2 separate regions of the Gossypium hirsutum genome follow, and region 1 is linked to region 2. Evidence: chromatin contacts called from public Hi-C data. All regions are on one chromosome and are shown on one strand. The core of a region is the stretch at or near the end of the contact, and the rest is flanking DNA. Distances in the headings are between cores, read along the strand shown.

The links. Hi-C and Micro-C count contacts between places; a contact is called where the count stands out from the background.
Region 1: a Hi-C map of leaf shows a contact between it and region 2, with 3 times the contacts expected there. The contact joins the enhancer-like site here to the promoter of LOC107886364 in region 2. A contact is called at or near these places in 8 of 34 Hi-C or Micro-C datasets (anther, callus and leaf).

The regions. Positions count from the first base shown.
Region 1 is chrA03:78,669,886-78,672,987 of Gossypium_hirsutum_v2.1, reverse strand. No RefSeq gene overlaps it. Among protein-coding and RNA genes, the nearest start is that of LOC107886364, 40 kb to the right of the region's middle. Within about 2 kb of position 1,512, at least 1 of the 9 cell types and tissues checked has an H3K27ac peak or open chromatin away from gene starts, as enhancers often do. A contact at or near this core is called in leaf, where this site is marked.
Region 2 is chrA03:78,629,432-78,632,301 of Gossypium_hirsutum_v2.1, reverse strand. LOC107886364 (probable WRKY transcription factor 75) reads left to right here and starts at 1,333. Exons shown (of 2, transcript XM_016810290.2): 1 at 1,333-1,876. The coding sequence starts at 1,524.

The DNA of each region.
Region 1 (3,102 bases), core at 263-2,762, 41 kb before region 2:
AAATTGAAGATTCAAATGGTGAAAATAAAGAAATCTCGATAAGTTATGTCAATTCGAGAAAATGTGGAACCAATAATAAAATTGGTCTATAATGTTTTTGCGTGCAATATTATTGTTGAAATAATGAAATAAAATGAGGATCTTGAATAAATATATTGAGAAATATAAATATAGAATAGATTGGTCAAAATAGAAAAATGCAACTCAAGTGCAATTAATTTGTGGAGTTTTTGGACCAGTAGTCCAAATATCTAAAGGTATAAAGGTATAAAGCCAGTGAGGGTACAAATGAAATAGTTTTGCAAAAACGGAATAAAATGTGAAGTTTTTGCTAAGTCCTGGCATTGATTATGAAAAAAATATTCTTTTGTGGTGGATACAATAACCTTTAAATATATTATTAAACCGACAATTTATAAAATATTTAACTTGCGTCTAATGGTTGTTATTACAACCTTTTATGAATCACTATACAGTAAAGTTTATATTAAAATCCTTGAAGGATTTAGAATGCTAAAAGCATATTGAAATTCTTGAGAAATTTTTTATTTATATGAATTGAAATAATTTGAACATATGTGGTAAATTTGACTGAGTGAATAGTAGTTGAAATAATTTTAATATATGTGGTAAATTTGACTGGGTGAATAGTAGTTGAAGTAGGGTTATAAAATGATCCAAAATACCTATTTATATTTTTATAGAAGAATCATGATTAAAGTTTGTTATGATTATTGTTGAAACTCTTGAAAATATCAAAATATATTTCCCTAAAATTTTCTCACTCATGACTTTCAAAAGAATGGTGATAGAAATGCTTAGCAAATACATTCGAATAGTCATTTGAAAAACTAGTATTCAAGATTGAATACGTAGAATATGAGAAAGTATGTGATATTTTCATGAGGGGAGTATGTGATATTTTCATGAGAGGGAGTAAATACGCGCTGTACTCTTTTTTCCTTAACCAATGTTTTGTTCCATTGAGTTTTCCTGGTAAGGTTTTTAATGAAGCAGCATATTAGGGGTATTATAGATATGTGTACTTTGTTTCCTTCACTAGAAATTTTTTTCCCACATAGTTTTTATCTTAGTAAGGTTTTAACGAGACACATTATCAACAAATAGACATCCAAGGGGGAGTGTTATGAATATTTATTAAGTGGATGTCTATCAAGATGTAGATAAATTTTGATGTACTTTAAATTCTAATAGTAATTAGGAGTGGAGTTCTATTTCATTTATATTTCTTATATCTATAAATATAGACTTTGGATAAGCACTGTAGATGATTCCCATCAATCAATAAAATATGTTCTCTTTACTCTTTGATTCTCTTTATTTTTTATTCTTTGTATTTTATTTTATAACAAAAACTAAAATATTATAGGATAACTATAAGATCTTATAAAAGAAAAACTAACTAAAAAATTGCCTCGCACACACTAAAACTGTGTGGTTTATGAACCGTGGAAGTCATCTTTCCACACACCTTTGTTGGGCTTGGAACATGACATTAGATCTCGACTCATGGGCCCTGAATTTTTTTTTCAATTGAAACAAACATATATTGACAACCTAGTTAATGATATCAAAGAAAGTGCTCAGCATTGTATATATCAACTCAGTTTCAGTTTGACTTCCAACTCATGACTCAGTGTTTAATATGCTACCGATATTTACAATGATAAGTTACATTGTATGAGAAAAAATGCGGGTTTTAAATTATGGAAATAATGTTATTAGGAGAAATAATTGTAAATCTCGCAAAAAAATAATTTTTATAACAACATAATGTACAAATTAATTCCATTAAAAATATATTTATATTGCAGAGCAAGTGCGATTAGTATAAAAATCCCATAACAAATTTATTTTATTAATGCTAAAGTTAATAGGCATTAAAATCATTTTAACTGATATAGAATTATAATTAAAATTATTGTTAGACATTTATTTGATATGAATTCAAATTATGTCTATTGTATAAAAAACAAGAAATATTAACATTAAATTGTATTGTTAAGATTTCAATGATAATTGATGCATGTCAAGTCCTTTGCATCGAGTTACTAGGGTCACTCATAAATTGCTGAGTTTCTTGTTAATTTATTTTCAAAGTTATGACTCCTTTCTGCAATTCATTAGGTAGGAATAATGGAAATGTCAAATGGTGATTTTTTTTTTTAATTCACAATTTAGAGTGATGTATACATTTTCATTAATGAATTCTTTTTTTCCCTGCGTAACTTTTTTAGTAGCTTGAGCTTTCCAACAAAACTTTTAAACATAAAGTTAAAATAAAGAATAGACATTCCAAGAATATAATATCAAACTTTGTTGTTGTACTCCTTAAATTCATAAAGCTCTTATTAACAATTATTGTTTAAGTAGTTTTATTTTCACAAAATAGAACATAATTAAAGATGGTATAGAATAGAGTTGAGAACTTGTGAATTAGGTTTCATGATAATAAGGACAAATTCTGGATAATAAATGTAAGCCAAAATTAAATGCAATAAATTGTTTGACGCAAATATAAATGCAGGTAGGTTGCTGTTGGTCGGTCAAAGATTGAGAATGCAATATGATAAGGCAAAGTTTCCAAGTAATTATGTAATGTTTGGACTTCAAACACACCATTTCCCCAAAATAAAGTTGAAAGTTTCATCAAAAAACTAAACTCGTCTAAATACATAAGACAAAAAACATGACAACATCAGTTACGATAGATTGATAGAAGTATGAAACTTTGTTTTCAACCTTTCATTCTCGCTATGCCCAACCTTCTAAATTTTGTCTTCAAGAATCCAAATAAAATTCCAAAACTTTGGAAGGGTCCAAAATCTAAAAAATTTATAATTTGAATTTTTTTTTGAAGAGCCTAAAAATGCAACTTTTCTATTTGGTCAACATTAAAAACATTAAGGTTAAAAAATGTTCCAAGCTCATGTTGTTTTCGTATTTTTAAAATTTAATCCCATTTTTATTTCTAAGAATTTAATATCTTTAAAATTTCAAAATTAAAATTAAAGTGTTAGTATTATTGAAATTCTTATGTTGAACTCATTGGTTTGATATTTTGAAATAATAAAATGTTCA
Region 2 (2,870 bases), core at 84-2,583:
TGTGCCTATTTCGCCTCTGTCTTTATTAAGTGTCTACAAACTGTCCGATAAATACGAGGCACGCCCCATAGATATATCAATTTTGATTTGGTGTAATCATATACATGAAACTTGAATTGTGGTTTATATATACATATAAAACTTCGATTTTGATTTAATTGTACAAATTTAAATAAATGAATACAAACATTTAATTTTTATATTGGATTAATATCACAATTTCTATATGCTGTCAGTAATTTCTGAAAATTAAATAAATCAAAATTTCATATATAAAATCACACAAAATCAAAGTTTATGTATAGTATTGCACATTAAATTAAAGTTCATGTATAATTTTGATGTTGATCCCTAAAAAAAACATTGCCCAATAATTATTTTTTAAATATTTTTTTAGATTTTTTATTTTTTAAAAAATATTTGCTACGTCAACATGATGTACACGTGGCTGTCACATGTCGTCGTCCGGTTAGTCTATCAACCAAGTTAGCATAACTTAACAGTCAAACTTGGTTAGCATTAATGGAAGGGCTTGATTGATTAATTTTTCATCTTTTAAAGGCTCAATTAAGTGCTAAATTTTGTTGAGAGTTTAATTGATTTTTTTTATTTTTCGCTAAAGTTTTTCCTTTTTACTAATAAACCTTTTATATTTTATAATGTTATTAATAATTTTCTATTATTTTTTTATAATTTTAATATTCTTTCTAAATTTTAAAAAGTTTTTAAAAATATATATTTTAATATTAAAAAAAAAGTATATTTTCTGTATTTTTATAAAATCTTAATTTTGTTTTTATAGATTTTGATTATTTTTCCACCACATGTCACAACCACAACATGATGGGTGGTGGAGATAACTGAATAAAGAAAAAAATTGAAGGCCATTAACTTTAACAATCAACCATTAAAGTTAACGATCTAAGGGCCTTTTTGATGTATTTTGACAATTTAAGTATCCAATTGAGTGAAAAAATAGTAGGGACTTAATTGTTTTTTCTAAAAAGGTTCAAGGACTTTTATATTTTTAAAGATTTTCTAATTTGTGTTTGACACGTGACATATTGAGAGACTACCATGTGACATTATCAGGTTGGCTAAAAAAACCACATCAATACAAACTAATGATGTTATTACAAAGGTATTAACTTAGTTGACAGAATACAAGTTTAGATACTAATAAGGTCAAAAGAGGTACCAACTAAGTACAAACATATTAGTTCAGGGGTTAAAATCTATATTAACCGTATTTCGTATATATAAAAAATTTATATAATAATTATATATTACGTGCCGTTTACGATACTAGACATAAGATAAAGAGAGATGACTGCCATGGGTAACCAAGGGGCCGCCAGCCTCTTTTAAGTTTCTCTTTCTTTCGCCTCTAAGTCTAACTTTCACAAAAAGCATTTATCTTCGTTCACTGTTCAATTCCTTCTCCTTCTTCGTAGTGTGTGTATATATATAAGTAGGGATTCATCTCCCCAAAGCTATCGCTTTCTTTCTCTCTATCTACTAACATGGAAAATTTTCAGGGTTTTTTCCCTACTTCATCATCCTCATCGACGTCCTTGTCCTTAAACCTCACGAGCTCGCTTGGTTATAGTGAATTCGAATGCGGCAAAGATAATGATGGGATATTGGGACTAATGGCAGATATAAAAGTTGGTGGGGCGACGAACGAAAACAACAGCTTGGTTGGAACGACGACTGAAAGTGAAGTGAAAATCGGTAAAACGAAGAAGGGAGAAAATAAAAAGATAAGAAAACCCAGATATGCTTTTCAAACTAGAAGCCAAGTTGATATACTTGATGATGGTTATAGATGGAGAAAATATGGGCATAAAGCTGTTAAGAACAGCAAATTCCCAAGGTATGTACTCTCATTCTGCCTTACTTTTACTGCTATCAGTCACTGCTCCGCCTAAAGACTTCAATTTTAGGAATATATATTGCATATCTAATTAGTTCAGACATTGTTGATCAAGTCAAGATACCAATGCCATATACTATAACGCAAATTGGAAAAAATAAAAAAGATTAATTCATCCCTTCCATCCTGGAATAATCAACTGATCCTAATTTCTTGTTTAGAAACTTTAATTTATCAGCTAATTACACAGTACAAGTATTTCTTTTTAGGTACAAATGTCTGGTCCGCACTCGGCAACTAATGTTTTAGGATTAAATGATAAAGGATGGATAATTTCAAATAAATTAATATGTGATTGGTGTACCATCAACTTTTTTTATATTGCAGTTTTAGTCCTAACCCAGCATTAAGTTGATTACGGAAAAATAAACAAATTCAAGATCATAAAAAAATTTGGAAAAAATAAAATAAAATATGCCATAATTCACAAATTAGTAATTTAGTTCTTGTAATTTTATTTTTTTAGAATTTAATCCCTCTATTTTTTAAATTTTAAAATTTAAGTCCAATTGTTAATACTATTAAATTTATTTGTGTGACATTTTAAAATAAAAAAAATACTCACTTGGTAGTAATATAGTTAAAAAATGACATTGTAATGAACTTAAATTTAATAAAATAAGATTTATAGTGTTAATAGTAGGACTTGAATTTTAAAATTTGAAAAGTAAGGAGATTAAATTCACAAAGAGTAGATTAATTTATCGCATATTTTAACCAAAAAAAGAAAAAGAAAAACAGAGATAGTTTGCAGCCCAAAGCACCAAATGCTAACGTGCAATTCTCTTTGGGCATCAGATGGAAGCCACTGAGTCTTGATTGGTTTTGGCATGGTGTTTTGTAACATAGTACAAGTAATATTTGAGTTAAAGCAGTGTCGTAACAGAAGTAAGTTATAATTTGAACTTTACTCAATAAAAAAAAAATCCAACAT